Linked DNA regions of Mus musculus: region 2 is linked to region 1. The links are chromatin contacts, called in public Hi-C maps. All regions are on one chromosome and are shown on one strand. The core of a region is the stretch at or near the end of the contact, and the rest is flanking DNA. Distances in the headings are between cores, read along the strand shown.

Evidence for each region. Hi-C and Micro-C count contacts between places; a contact is called where the count stands out from the background.
Region 2: a contact with region 1 is called in a Hi-C map of rod photoreceptor, with 4 times the contacts expected there. The contact joins two enhancer-like sites. A contact is called at or near these places in 6 of 15 datasets of contacts at CTCF or cohesin (the G1E-ER4 cell line, the NIH/3T3 cell line, embryonic stem cells and 3 more), 185 of 484 Hi-C or Micro-C datasets (the 63-12 cell line, the AML12 cell line, B cells and 110 more), 27 of 115 datasets of contacts at active chromatin or transcription factors (the 230-238 cell line, CD4 T cells, CD4 single positive thymocytes and 20 more) and 4 of 9 other capture datasets (adipose tissue, embryonic stem cells, liver and 1 more).

The regions. Positions count from the first base shown.
Region 1 is chr14:120,252,592-120,259,077 of GRCm38.p6, forward strand. No RefSeq gene overlaps it. Among named protein-coding and RNA genes, the nearest start is that of Mbnl2, 20 kb to the right of the region's middle. Within about 2 kb of position 4,985, at least 21 of the 459 cell types and tissues checked have an H3K27ac peak or open chromatin away from gene starts, as enhancers often do. A contact at or near this core is called in rod photoreceptor, where this site is marked.
Region 2 is chr14:120,395,292-120,401,644 of GRCm38.p6, forward strand. It overlaps Mbnl2 (muscleblind like splicing factor 2), which reads left to right. Exons shown (of 8, transcript NM_207515.2): 6 at 1,160-1,313. Among named protein-coding and RNA genes, the nearest start is that of Gm26679, 9.6 kb to the left of the region's middle. Within about 2 kb of position 3,185, at least 29 of the 459 cell types and tissues checked have an H3K27ac peak or open chromatin away from gene starts, as enhancers often do. A contact at or near this core is called in rod photoreceptor, where this site is marked.

The DNA of each region.
Region 1 (6,486 bases), core at 3,735-6,234:
GTGATTATATACATTAATATGTTTTTAAAGTTCTCATTTAGAAACACATGCTGGGATATTTACACATGAACTGCTCCGGTGTCTTGGATTTAATTCAAAATAATATTTTGCTGGAGAAGAGAAATAGATGAACAGGGCTGGCTGTTGGTGGTAATTACTGAGGTCGGGCGATGCATGCATGAGAGGTCATCACGTTCATCCCACTGCTCCAGTCATGATCGTGGTTTTCCACGATAAAAACTTAGAAGATAGAGAGACAGACAGACAGACAGATAATAGATAGGCAGGCAGACAGATAGACAGACAGACCGATCCCAGTTATGGAGCACAGAGCTGATGAGAAGGGGCCTTAGAGACAAAGTGAGCAAGGTCAAAGTTTTAGACTATCCTGAACCTAGCTCTCCAGGTAGAGAAGGCTTTTATAAAGACTCTGCAAATCATCTTCAGATGTCCCAAGTGCATTTGTAATCACTGAGCGTCACCTAACACGTGTCACCACTGCTGCCACTGTTATTTGGAAGAAGCCCTTTTCTCTGTAGCAACCTCAACTCCACTTCTCGTCTGCTGCAGTGAGCCAATGACCTCTGCAGGGCCTGAGCTAGGAGTGCTGCCTACGGAGGATCGCAGACACCTTGCAGCCGTGATATGACAGGCTAGGCTGTAGGATGGAAGGAGACGGGAACAGGAAATGCTCCCCGTTATGAAGACAAACTCCTATCCAGATCACAACAATGTGGAACCCCGCCCCCATCTGTGAAGTGACTCTCTTCACTGCCACATTTGGCCTGGGGCCTCCAGCAAATTGGGAAGATTTGGTCCTTTGTCAAAGAAATTGTTCCAGCGTTGGACCTTTGTCTTCTCTTCGTGGTCTGTATTTCTCTTTTCATTCCAGTCCTCTCGTCCTTCCTTTATGAAAAACAAAGTTGTTAGCTGTACAGACGCACGGGTCTCCAGGTGCTGGACCAGAGACAGGGAAATTATAGCAAAGTATCTCTGTTGTTAGAATTCACATTGCCCTGAGCCTTTAATCCCAGCACTCGGGAGGCAGAGGCAAGTGGATTTCTGAGTTCCAGGCCAGCCTGGTCTACAGAGTGAGTTCCAGGACAGCCAGGGCTATACAGAGAAACCCTGTCTCAAAAAAAAAAACAAAACAAAACAACAAAACAAAACAAAACAAAACAAAAAAAAACAAAAGAAAAAGAACTTTACTCTCAAAATAGGTCGCTTGTACGTGGAAACATCAAGGTGGATTGCTTTACAAAAGAAGTTTAGGCTTTGAGGTGAGGCAGTGTCAGAATTTTGCCAAAGCTCATTTCAATGTGGGATTTGCAAACGAACCCTGGCATTGTAATTCATGTACAGAATTGGGTGAATTTAATGGATAAACAACCCTAGTAATGAGGCCCAAACCTTCAGAGCACTATCTTAGCTTATGCCCAGTGTAGAAAAGCCATCTTCCCATTACTGCTGAGTTGCCCCCTTTTCTGGGCACTTCCATTGCTGTCCCTCTGTGCTCCAGGGGAGCTTAGACTCCCCTGGAGATCTGCTTACTGCACTTTCCTCTGTCTCAGAAACACCCTCTTCTCTGGTATCTCCACTGCTTGCTGACCTGCTTTCTCTTAGTGTTTAACCAAATTCAAGTTTCTTGATGGAGTTGCCTCTGACCTCTAATTGATGTTAGAGACACCTGCCAGACCCTGAATTCTGTACCCCTGTCTCTCACAAGTCTATAACACATCTACTATGCTGACATGTGTACTATGCTGACACATGGTATTTCATTAAGTTACTGACAATCTTTCTTTTCTCTAGAAAGGTATGTGTCTATGTGTGCTTTATACCTTTAATTTTTTTATCATTTTATTGTATGCAAGTATATTTTTTGCCTGCATGGATGTATGTGCACCATCTGACTGCAATGCCTGTAGAAACCAGAAGAGAACATCTGATTCCCTGGAACGGGAGTGATAACTGGTTATGAGCCAGCATGGGGGTCCTGGGAATGAACTCAAATCCTCTGCACAAGCAGCAGATGCTCTTGACCACTGAGCGCTCTCTCTCTCTCTCTCTCTCTCCCTCTCTCTCTCTCTCTCTCTCTCTCTCTCTCTCGCCTTTGTTCTTCAGTAGCTCAAGGGTATCTACAACCCAAGCCAGCACAGAGACTGCCTGAGAAATAGATGGATCTAACTGAATGGACAGTGAATGAGCAGAGGAAGCCCACAAGGAAAATGAGTACAAAATGTAAAATTTGGAACTAAATAGAGTAGTTCATTCATTTGCCTGTTGTATTCCACCTCCTTTCATGGTAAAATGCTCACTAAAGTAGGTGCAGAGAGAACATACTTCCATGTAATCACACTGTGTGCTTCAAACACACAAACAACATCACACGGAACCCAGGAATGTGAAAAGCATTTTTTCTAAAATCTGGATCAAGAGAAAGGATGTCTTGTTTTGTCACATTTGTTCAATATACTAGAAGTCCTAGCCAGAGCAATTAGGCAAGAGAGAGAAATAAATAACATCCAAATTGGAAAGGAGGAAGACAAATTAGCCCTGATTGCAGACAACACAATCTTATTCGTAGAAAAACCTAAGTTTTCCACCAAGAAAACCGTTTGACCTGGTAAATCTGGTAGTTACAGAACACAAAATCAACATGTAGAAGCCGCCACGTCACTGCGAACCAACAGTACACCAGCTAAAAAGGAAATCAAGAAAGCAATCCCATTTCCAATTCTACCAGAAGAACTATGAATAAATTCACCAAGCAGATAAAAGATATCTACAATGAAAATTATAAGACACTCAAGGAAGATATTCACAATGACATCAATAAATGGAAAGACATATCTTGTTCATGAATAGGAATACTCAATGTTAAAACATCCATATTACTCAAAATGGTTTACATAGTATGTCCCCATAAAATCTGATGATAAGCCTCATATAAATAGAAACCAATCATAGAACTCATATAGAAGCACAGATAGCCAAAGCAATACTGAGCAGAGGTGACAAAGACGATGGCCTTGTAATGCTTGGCTGCACACATGCAGCATACACTCATACATGCACACATACATGCACATACATGCACATACATGCACACACTGCCATAGGAACCAAAGCAGCCAAAGTGGGCTGCCTCTGCCTGCCACCTAATCTGTCTCTGGAGGCTGTGTCAGTCTGAAACATTGGCCGCAGTGACACATGTCTTCTTCGTGGGGGACAGCAGCCACGTGACCTTCTCCTGCAGGCCACATGTAAGATCTTCTCCACTCAGCAGCTACCACTTTCCCATGGAACACCACAGGTCATGCAAAGCTTGTTAATGTATCTGGGAACATCTCTGCATTTTAAACATTTCCAACATCTATTCAACAGAAGATGGTTTTATCCAGCTAGGGGCATATATAATCAAGCTGTTAGCAACGTGCAACTAAACTGAGGAATTCTACCTTTGTTTCATAAACAGAATTCAGTTGTTTTAATTAGGGAATTTACTTCCATCTGCTGGTTAGATTTACAGTTTAAATGGAAAGAAAACAGGCACACTATCTTAAGAACACTGAAAATTTTGTTAATAGTATACCAATTAAATGACAGATAGAAGGGCTTAGAGAGATGACTCAGTGGTTAGGAGGTGTTCTGGCTCTCACAGAAGACCAGAGACATGTTCCCATCACAGTGGCTGAGTAGCTCACAACCATCTGTAACTTCTGCTACCAGGGATCCAGTGCCCTCTTTTGGTCACAGCTGGGACTGCACTCAGGTGCTGACACATGTACACAGATGCACACGTAAACACATACGTTTAAAAATATTTAAATGGTTGGTGGGTTTATTTGTGGTAATTCTTCTTAAGGAGTAGGAAGGGCTGTTTCCCATCTCACACCAGCATGGCTCCAAATCTCAGCAGACATTGGTTTCTGAGTCAATGCAGCTGGCTCTAGAGGAATTAAGTGGCCTTTGCAGAGTTCTCTCTCTCTCTCTCTCTGTGTGTGTGTGTGTGTGTGTGTGTGTGTGTGTGTGTGTGTGTGTGTGTGTATGGCAGAAGTCAGGGGTGGTGATATACTCCAAAGATGGAGAACCACAAGCTGATCCTGTCCCAGGAGCCAAAGCAATGCAAAGTCAAATAAAGCAAGAGGCTTGTATTCGGCTCAGCAGTTAAAAGCGCTCACTGTGTAAACAGGAGGATCTGAGTCGAAATCCTCCTCAGCACCCACATAAAAGCCAGACGTGGGCTACAAGTGAGAGACCTCGTGATAAAGGGAAATGTCTGACATCTTCCTCTTCTGGACCCCACATGTGTGTGCAGTTCCCTAAGCATGGGCAAGCACTCAAGCATGAGTGTGCACGCACACACACACACCACAAACGAAATAAAATAAAGTAAAAGACAAGAGCAAAATGTTTTCCTTGACTGCACTCCTTGCACTGTATTCCTTCTTAATAGGAAGTCGGGGTCTATCTGGAGGCTACTTTGTCACAGAGTGTCCTTTAATGGACTCTCAATAGACTGCCTTTGGATTGCAACCCCTCTGCTATCTTCCCTCCTAAGAAAAGAACTCCCGTTCAGAACAGAATCCGTCAGGGGGTGGGTGGCAGCTGTTTTGGTTGGATGTAGAGTTAAGTAAACAGTTACGACAGCGGGGCTTTTACTAAGATGATTTAATAAAGCTCGTTAATGCTGTTGATTTACTCAGCTGACCCAGATAGAACACAAAATTCAACCCTGCCCCACCGCAATGTGTCATCAAAATGGATCTCTGTGTTAAACGCACAACCAACGTTAAATTTTAATTTTAAATTTAATCAAATATGTGAAGACAAAAACCCAGAGAGGTAGGGAAAGCCTAGTACATCTGGCGAATCTGATTCTTCACCTGTTTTTGTTTTATAACCCAGGTGTTCACTCTGCCTCACCGGGACTGGAGTGGCTTTACTCTTATGTAACACACAGGGCTATTTCTGAGATCAAAGATCAAAGCTATTAAATCAATCGATAAAAAGCAAATATGTAGCTAGAGATGGCGTCAGCCCCCGGCAAACATCCCTTTGTCTCTCTCAGTTGTATCCATAGTCATGACTCAGCAAGAAATCATCTGACCCAGCAAAATCTACCTGGGATGCATTTGCTGCTGAGCCTCTGAGAGAAAATAAGGAAGCAGGGGTGCTTTCTACCTCCATGCCAGCTTTGTCCACCTCATTCACGACACGGCTGCTGGGGATAGCACCCAGGCTATTCCAGGAGTCTGTGGTTCATTTTCATAGATTCTGACCTCTCAGCCTTCACTCAGCTGATAGGAGTGGGAAGACAAGGAGAATTCTACCTTTTGTTACTGACAGTGAAAATCAAGCCCAGGCTATAAAACTTGCATAATATTAGAACTAGGCTATGACCCACACTGAAAACAACAGGCAGTGTTTATTGGGCATTTATCATTTCCTAAGAACTAATGAGTTCTGGGAAGTGCCCCTTTCTATCACAGCAATGAAGCCTCCTAGGGCCCAGGGATCTCAGGCTAAGACTAAGAGAGATGAGCCTGCGCTGGGGCTGATTAGCTCCTAGATCCTCCCACTATTCTCAATGCCTCTTGGATTACCTTTAATAATGTTAACAACGATGTACTATCTCCACAAGAACTGAAGCAGAAATGAGCTTGGGCGAAGAGTGGGATCTGGGGTCAGCAACGTGCGTGCGTTTACACTGAAGCTAGTGTAAATGTAGTGAAGCTAGTGAAGTAGTGGGGCCTTGAACAAGGAATTCCACAAGGCTAGGTGAGCAACAGGCTTGGCCTTCCAGGATGCCCTGGGTCTCCTCTGTCTCCCTTTCCTCCACTTGCTGTTTTCTCCCTGTATTTCAGTCGCCTCTGTCCCCACTCCCCATACAGGGCAGCTGTAAACCTCCATCAGCTTGTGGAAAAGCACCAGTGACTAGTTTCATCATGTTTACTAAAATGGACTTGAAAATGCTAGCCACTCACTCAAGGTGAGTCCAAACAGTTGTTTCTGCTCAGACGGAATTCTTACTCCCTGAGCTTGCTACCCTGAAGACCTGTGTTTCCCAGGGCGTAACTATTCTATCAATAGGAGCTATCCATTTGGGGTTCAATAGTATTATACATTTCTTTCCTGCAGAACTTCTCAGGGTCTTTATTACTCTCGTATACATTGGGTATCTCCAGAAATGCAATATTTCCCAAATAAATCCCCTAACTATGGCTCTTTAAGTCTTAAGCCATTTTGCAAGGTGAGATTTTTAGGAAGAAAAAGCTTTGGGAATATCTTAGAGTTGGAAGGCACTAGTTAATAAATGTAGGGCTCAAAGGGTGCTTCTTTACTCTGACCTGTCGGATGAGGTGGCCTCGCACACAGTCTGAATAGTCACACCTGTGCTTCAGTCATATATATGTTCATTTGCGGAGCTGAAATGGGTGCCATTTGAGAGACCTGCAGCCTGGCTCAGATAGTACAATAGAA
Region 2 (6,353 bases), core at 1,935-4,434, 140 kb after region 1:
CTTCAGCCCTATGGTCCTTAAAAGTTTTGCATCTCCCCCACCCCCCCCCCACTCCCGAAGCAATATAAAAAAGTGCTTATGGTGTGTATGCAAGCTGCTGTTTTAATTAACTTTCCTGAATTTCAAACATCTATATTTTACTCTCTTATATGCTTTTAACTAAGGTATAGTAGATGCATTTTTTGCTTCGATACTAATTTAAGGTGTAATATTCATTTCTTTAGAGAACATTTTTGTTGTTGTGCATGCCTAGTGTTTTGTACGTTGTATATTGCATTCAGAATATTTTTTTCCTTCTCACCTATCCACAATGCAATGCCGTTCCCATGATGCACCTCTGCTTGCTGTTTACCTGTATGTTAATTCGCTTGAATCCCATTGGCCCACTGCCATCATGTGCTCGCTGCCTGTTATTAAAAGACTCAGTCGACTGCCAAAGCACTGAAGCGACCTCTCGAAGCAACTGTAGACCTGGTACTTTGACCTTTCACCTTTCGCTTTGCATGTAGCTTTTCAGAGAACCAGCCGAGATTTGTATGTAAAATACTGGTTGCAGCCAATCATTATTATTAATTTTAAAATGGAGGAATTCAATAAGGTGTTTAGTCATCTCATTTGCATATGTAATCTGGGAAATAAATATTGAATCTAACAAAATTTTAATACCTTTTCCAAAGAGTGAAGCAAATTTAAATTATGTGGCTCAGAAAAAATGCTCATTGTAATTCTTATTAACCTTTAAATTCAAGAAACTGCCATTCAGTTAAAGAATAGATATTAATAATAACGCAAATGCCAAATGCTCCTTTCTCCCCTTAGTGTAGTTTAACCTGTATTTATTAAAAAAAAAAAAAAAAAAGCTGAAGCCATTTTTTCCATTGTTGTTGCTTGGTAGTTTTTCTTTCCCTTAGTTGAGATGCTACTGTTTTTGGGTTACAGAATTCATGCTTCCGCTCTCAATAACAAATTCTCACTCATTCGACATTGCCGCTGTTTAAATTAAGGTGCATGGCAGAGGCATCTCTTTAGCTGTCATTTTTTTTTAAAGAAAGAAAAGAAAAGAAAAGAGAAAGAGAATGTTGCAGTTGATGATCTCTGTGGAGGTGGAATGCAAGCTTGCTTTAAGTTGGACACATCTTATCGAATTCTTCGCTTTCAGGCCTTCCCTCCGGGTGCTCTTCATCCCTTACCAAAGAGACAAGCACTTGAAAAAAGCAACGGGGCCAGCACGGTCTTCAACCCCAGCGTCTTGCACTACCAGCAGGCTCTGACCAGTGCGCAGCTGCAGCAGCACACGGCGTTCATCCCCACAGGTACGTGCTCTCCGTGTCTGTGTCCTGTGTCCTTCCAGTCACGTGCTTTCTTCTCATCTCTTTAAGCTGTTTGGTCAAGGCATCTAGTTTGCGTTTAGAAGGTGCGAATACAGCCTGGCCCACCACAGCCCTGGCTACCTAGACCTGTTGACCTTGCTTTGATAACTAAAGGTAGTTAGCATTCTAAAGTAAAGGGTTTGGTGGGATTTAGCTTGAGAGACAGGGAGCGGTTAAAGCTTTGGGTCTCTTCTATTTACGCAGGCCCCCAAAAATAGTTTATGCAAGCAAGATTTTTTTTATATGAGATAATTGAAATTTGTCCTTAACACTCAATGACCTAAAAATATAAATTCCAGTAAATACTAACCGTTTTTTCCCTGCTTCTGTTCAGAGCACTAAAAAGTCTAAGGCTACTCAAATGAAAGCAATCTTCTGCTCGTATTTTATATCCATTCTCTCTCTCTTCATCCTTCTCCACTCTCACCAAGTTCACAGCTATCTGGAGTGCTTGTCCTCCGTTCTAAGCCAATGAGTGATGAGAGGAGGGGCTACTGTCCCTTAGCCTACCAATCGCTGGAGACCGTCAGTTTACCACGTGGTCTCATGGGCAGAAGGGTCTTCATGAATTCCTCATCCAGTGGACTGTTTTACAAATGAGAAAACTGAGGCCCCCAGGATAATGAGAAGTGACTTTCCAAGGTGGCAGAGCTGACACAAACACCAGGTTCCAGTGCCCGGTTCCATTTACATAACATTACACCACCTCCACTGGCCCCAAAAGTCTACAGACTTTCCCCCAAACCAGATTAAAATGGGGTTTTGTTTTTGAAGTGGCATGAAAAATCCATTCAGGTAAAGAAAAACAATGTAACACCCATTCTAACTCGATTCCCCACCTCCCACCCCCCGCAATATTTTACCCAGTTCAGAGACTGCAGACACGGCCACATGCACACACACGCGCGCGCACGCACACACACACACACACACACACACACACACACACACACACTCACTCACTCGCACAGACATGGTCATCTTCACTTGACCAACTTTACCTTTTAGTCTCTGTTAGAAACAGGTGACTTTGAACCTTATTGGAAAGAACATCCACTGAGTTTTTCCAAGCCCATATTCCTTGTCCCATCACAACAAGGAGACACTATCATTAATCAATGTGATTAGATATGTTAATCTTAGAGTCCATACCTATGAGCATTAGGGTTGGAGTTTATTCTAGTAACAGCCTTTGTATAAAAACTATAAATGAATGGTAAACTATATGAATTAGTATTTTAAATGAATTAGTAACCAATAAATAATATATATATATATATTAATAGAAATGCACTGTCAGAAAGTTCATGAGTTCTCAATCTATATTAAAATACTTTCATATCTTACCCCACTGCAACCTTAATTAATGGCATTCCGTGCTGTCTTAGCTTAGCGTATTTATGATTGTAACACACCTGAAATAACATAATCACCAGAAGGTCAGCTCACCCTGAGGATCCTGTGTGGTTACTACAAGTGTCTCAGTGTAGACTTTGTGGCCATTATATACTTTAAGGGACAGAAAAAAGTGCTGAATGAGAAACTATGAAAGACAAGGTCTGTTTCTGAAGAGTGGGTAATACAGACGATACCGTCTCCTGGGAATTCCAGTGAGGCCCTTTACATCATGTGAATACCCCAATCCAGTATGGACTGGTTGACTAATTCATCAAAAGCGTCCCCACTCTAAGATTCTGTAGAGACGCCCTTAAGTGTTTGCAAAGCGAGGGTGAATAGCATAGCTTAAGCAATAGCTCAGTGCTGTGGATGGGTAATGGTAAACAGTCCCTGTTAGCTGGGCTGTGTCTGTCCGCCCTCTGGTGGATTCCCCTGGAACAGTTCAACTGTGTTGGCGACTTTCTGTAGCCTTTGGAAGCTTAAAGGTGGACTGTAGCCCGGTTAGTTCTGTGAATTACAAGTGCTTATAGCATATTTGCTATATGCTATAAAGATCACAGTGGATAACCATGTGAATTTTGTGTACTGGAGTGGTATTTGAACTTCCAACAAATTCACTACACTTCTCTGAAGTGATAGAAAATATTTTATTGAAATAATTTCAGCATAAGCTCTCACCCAATTACATTGACAGAAAAATCTCCATGATTGTGGTAGGCTTTCTTGTTTGTTTGCTTCAGGGAATCTTTCTTATAAACAATGTTTCCAACTTTATGTAAAAGGTGACAGCAATAGTAATTATTTACCCTGGTTGCTTTAAAACCTCTGCAGATCAGGTGATGACACTGTGTGGTGATTTTTAGCAGATGGTTAACCCACTATTTTCAATGAACATTTTTTTTAAATCTTTCTGTTACTGTTTTACATAAGCAGTTTTCATACATACAGATCAAAAGCATTTTTTGTGTGTGTCTTCTTGGACGGTTCCCTGCAGTGGAAGGCCATGCATAGCAAAACTTTTATATGTACTGAAATCCTCCCACTGACACAATATGAATTTGAATCTTAGGCAATCTGCCTCTAGGCTTTAAGATTTCAATGTAAGGCACAGGATATGGGATTATTCTCTACAACCATGGTGGGTGGAATTCTCCTCTCTTGCTTCTTTCTTTTTAAAAAAAACAAAAAAACAAAAAAAATTATAGAGGTTATTTTAACTAAGAAGTTTATACATTTCCCTTGCTATGATAGGAAGGTGGCAAAATCACCCATGGTCTCAGAAACAGCCGTGTGATAAATAGCTTTGGGCATCTCTGTGACAAGTTTATTCTGAATGACTCTTAAGTATTCTTGCACACACTGTCATTGTTCTTCAAGATGGCACAGTGCTGTCAGTGGCGAGAAGTTATTTGCATTTTGCAGATGGAAAAACTGAGGCTGTGTTTACACTACAAAACGGCATGCACACCACTAAGAATTACCCAACTAGTTCTGGCCCACAGAAGCTTGGGATGAAGTACTTGTGCAATGGAGGAAGGAAGCAAACGGCTGAGATGCTTACTTGTACAGAGCACCGGCATCCCGGTGAGACGTTGATCAGGTCAGAGAAAAGGCAGTGCAGAGTCCTTCCTTAAAATACTTCACTATGTTAGAAGTGCCTGTGGGAGGCTCTAGGCCAGACATTTCCGAGTAAAGAGAAACCATAAACGTTTCATAAAGTTTCTCACACACTTGTAAAAGGTCTGTTCACCCTCAGTGGAGACGTATGGACTCTATTTGGTGCACTGAGCATTCCTGAAGCATGTGCTATGGTCTGAGTTGCAGACATGCTATGAAAATATAAAGGGTCCCAGAGCTGGGTAAAAACCAGAGTCCACAGCATGAAGGATGAGCTGGGTGGAAGGGTGAGAGGCAAGGTGTTCATCTTCAGCAGATGCAGGCATGAACAATACAGAGCAGGGATATTTTCCAAAGCAGGAGAATTTGCTAACAACTTTAAAGGGGAGTAAGATTGCACCGTTAGGGGAAGAACATACTGGGCAGGTATGACAAGAGTAGGTTTGAAGAATAGAGCCCCAGTCCCTGTAGCAATAGTATACATTACTCGAAGGATCTGTGGGAAGACCAAAGGGTGCAGCTGGGTGAAAAGTGGAGAGGTGGCTTGGAAAGCAGAGCAGAACCAGGATCTGGCATGAAGAGAGCAATCCACCTGTCCTAAGCGCCATACGCCCCATGTTCAAATCACTCTTAGCCGGCACAGAGGGGCCCAGTGAAGTCACGTGGTCAAGCACTTCCCACATCCAAGACACAAGCCAGAGTGACACACTGCTCTCTGTGGCTGCAGGGACAGTTTCTGATGGTTGACACCCCTTGTGTATTTCACTAGTTTAACCCAGGAAGCCCTTGAGAAAACCTGTTCACTATAAAACACAGTAAGAATAAAGGGGGATTTTTCAGCAGTGACTTTGAAGCCTAACACAGTTAACTCTAAAGTGGAATATTTTACAAACTAGACCCTTTAATAATTTTCAGGAGTAAGTTCCCCCCCCACCAAAGTGCTTTTTACAGTCGGCTGGAACACTGACCTACAAACAGGGGTACCCCGAAGTGCCTTATGCATCTAGTTAAATGGGATCTCTGCCTTTTTGAGTCCACAGCAGAATGAGAAAGATGCTAAGCACTCATATAAATAGGTTAATAACATTTAGAGTAGTATAAATGAAAAGGCAAAGAGTTCAAATAATTAAAACGAAACAGAAACAGAAACTGACTTAGGTGATGGGGGATATGGGGAAACTAAGATGAGATGATTTTCTGAAGAAATGGCTCATACTTTGACACCTGAGGAAAGAAAGAAGTGGCTAAAGAGTATTCTAGATCAGGGGCAGAGGAGCCCAAAATTAGAGTAAAAGTCTAAAGTATTCAGTTGAAAGCAATGAAGGCCCATCCAGATGGACCTCGGTACCAGGGAGGAGTGCTGAGGTCGGGAGGCAGTCAGGGTCTGGGCTAGAAGGGCCTCCATCCTCAAAGCAGCAAAGCCTTCCCAGAAGCAAAGTGAGTGTGCCAGCAGAGTGGAGGCTGGAGCAGAGAGGAGCAGGAGGGCCCAATGGGATGCTATGGCAGAGCTGATAGTAGCAGTGTTGGGATGGGAACTTGCAGAGCAGCAGAAGTCATGGCTAGGCAGACAGGCCCTCGGCGGCTCAGAAGCAGCCACGTGCTGGCTCAGCGGGGAGACGGACCTGGGATGACCATGAGGAAACAGCGGCATCTTACAACAACGGAGGCTAAAGGTCACACAGCGATGGCATTGGTCACATGTTTCCCCATGCGCAGGAGACCAGACGGGAAAGAACACAGCTTAGCGTGTTCCGCCGGAGAGTCTCGTGGAGGAGAGGGGAGGTCAGGAGAATAGTTAGGTAGAGAGACTTTCAGCCTGGCACGGCACAAAACATGGAAGCCATGGAATCAGTGAGAGTTTGGGAATGGATGGCCTGAAACGCTCATAGAAGATCCACAGAGCAGGAAAAAAAAATTAAATAAAGAGGACCCAGGCAGGCTCTAGAAACTCCAGCATATATAAATATT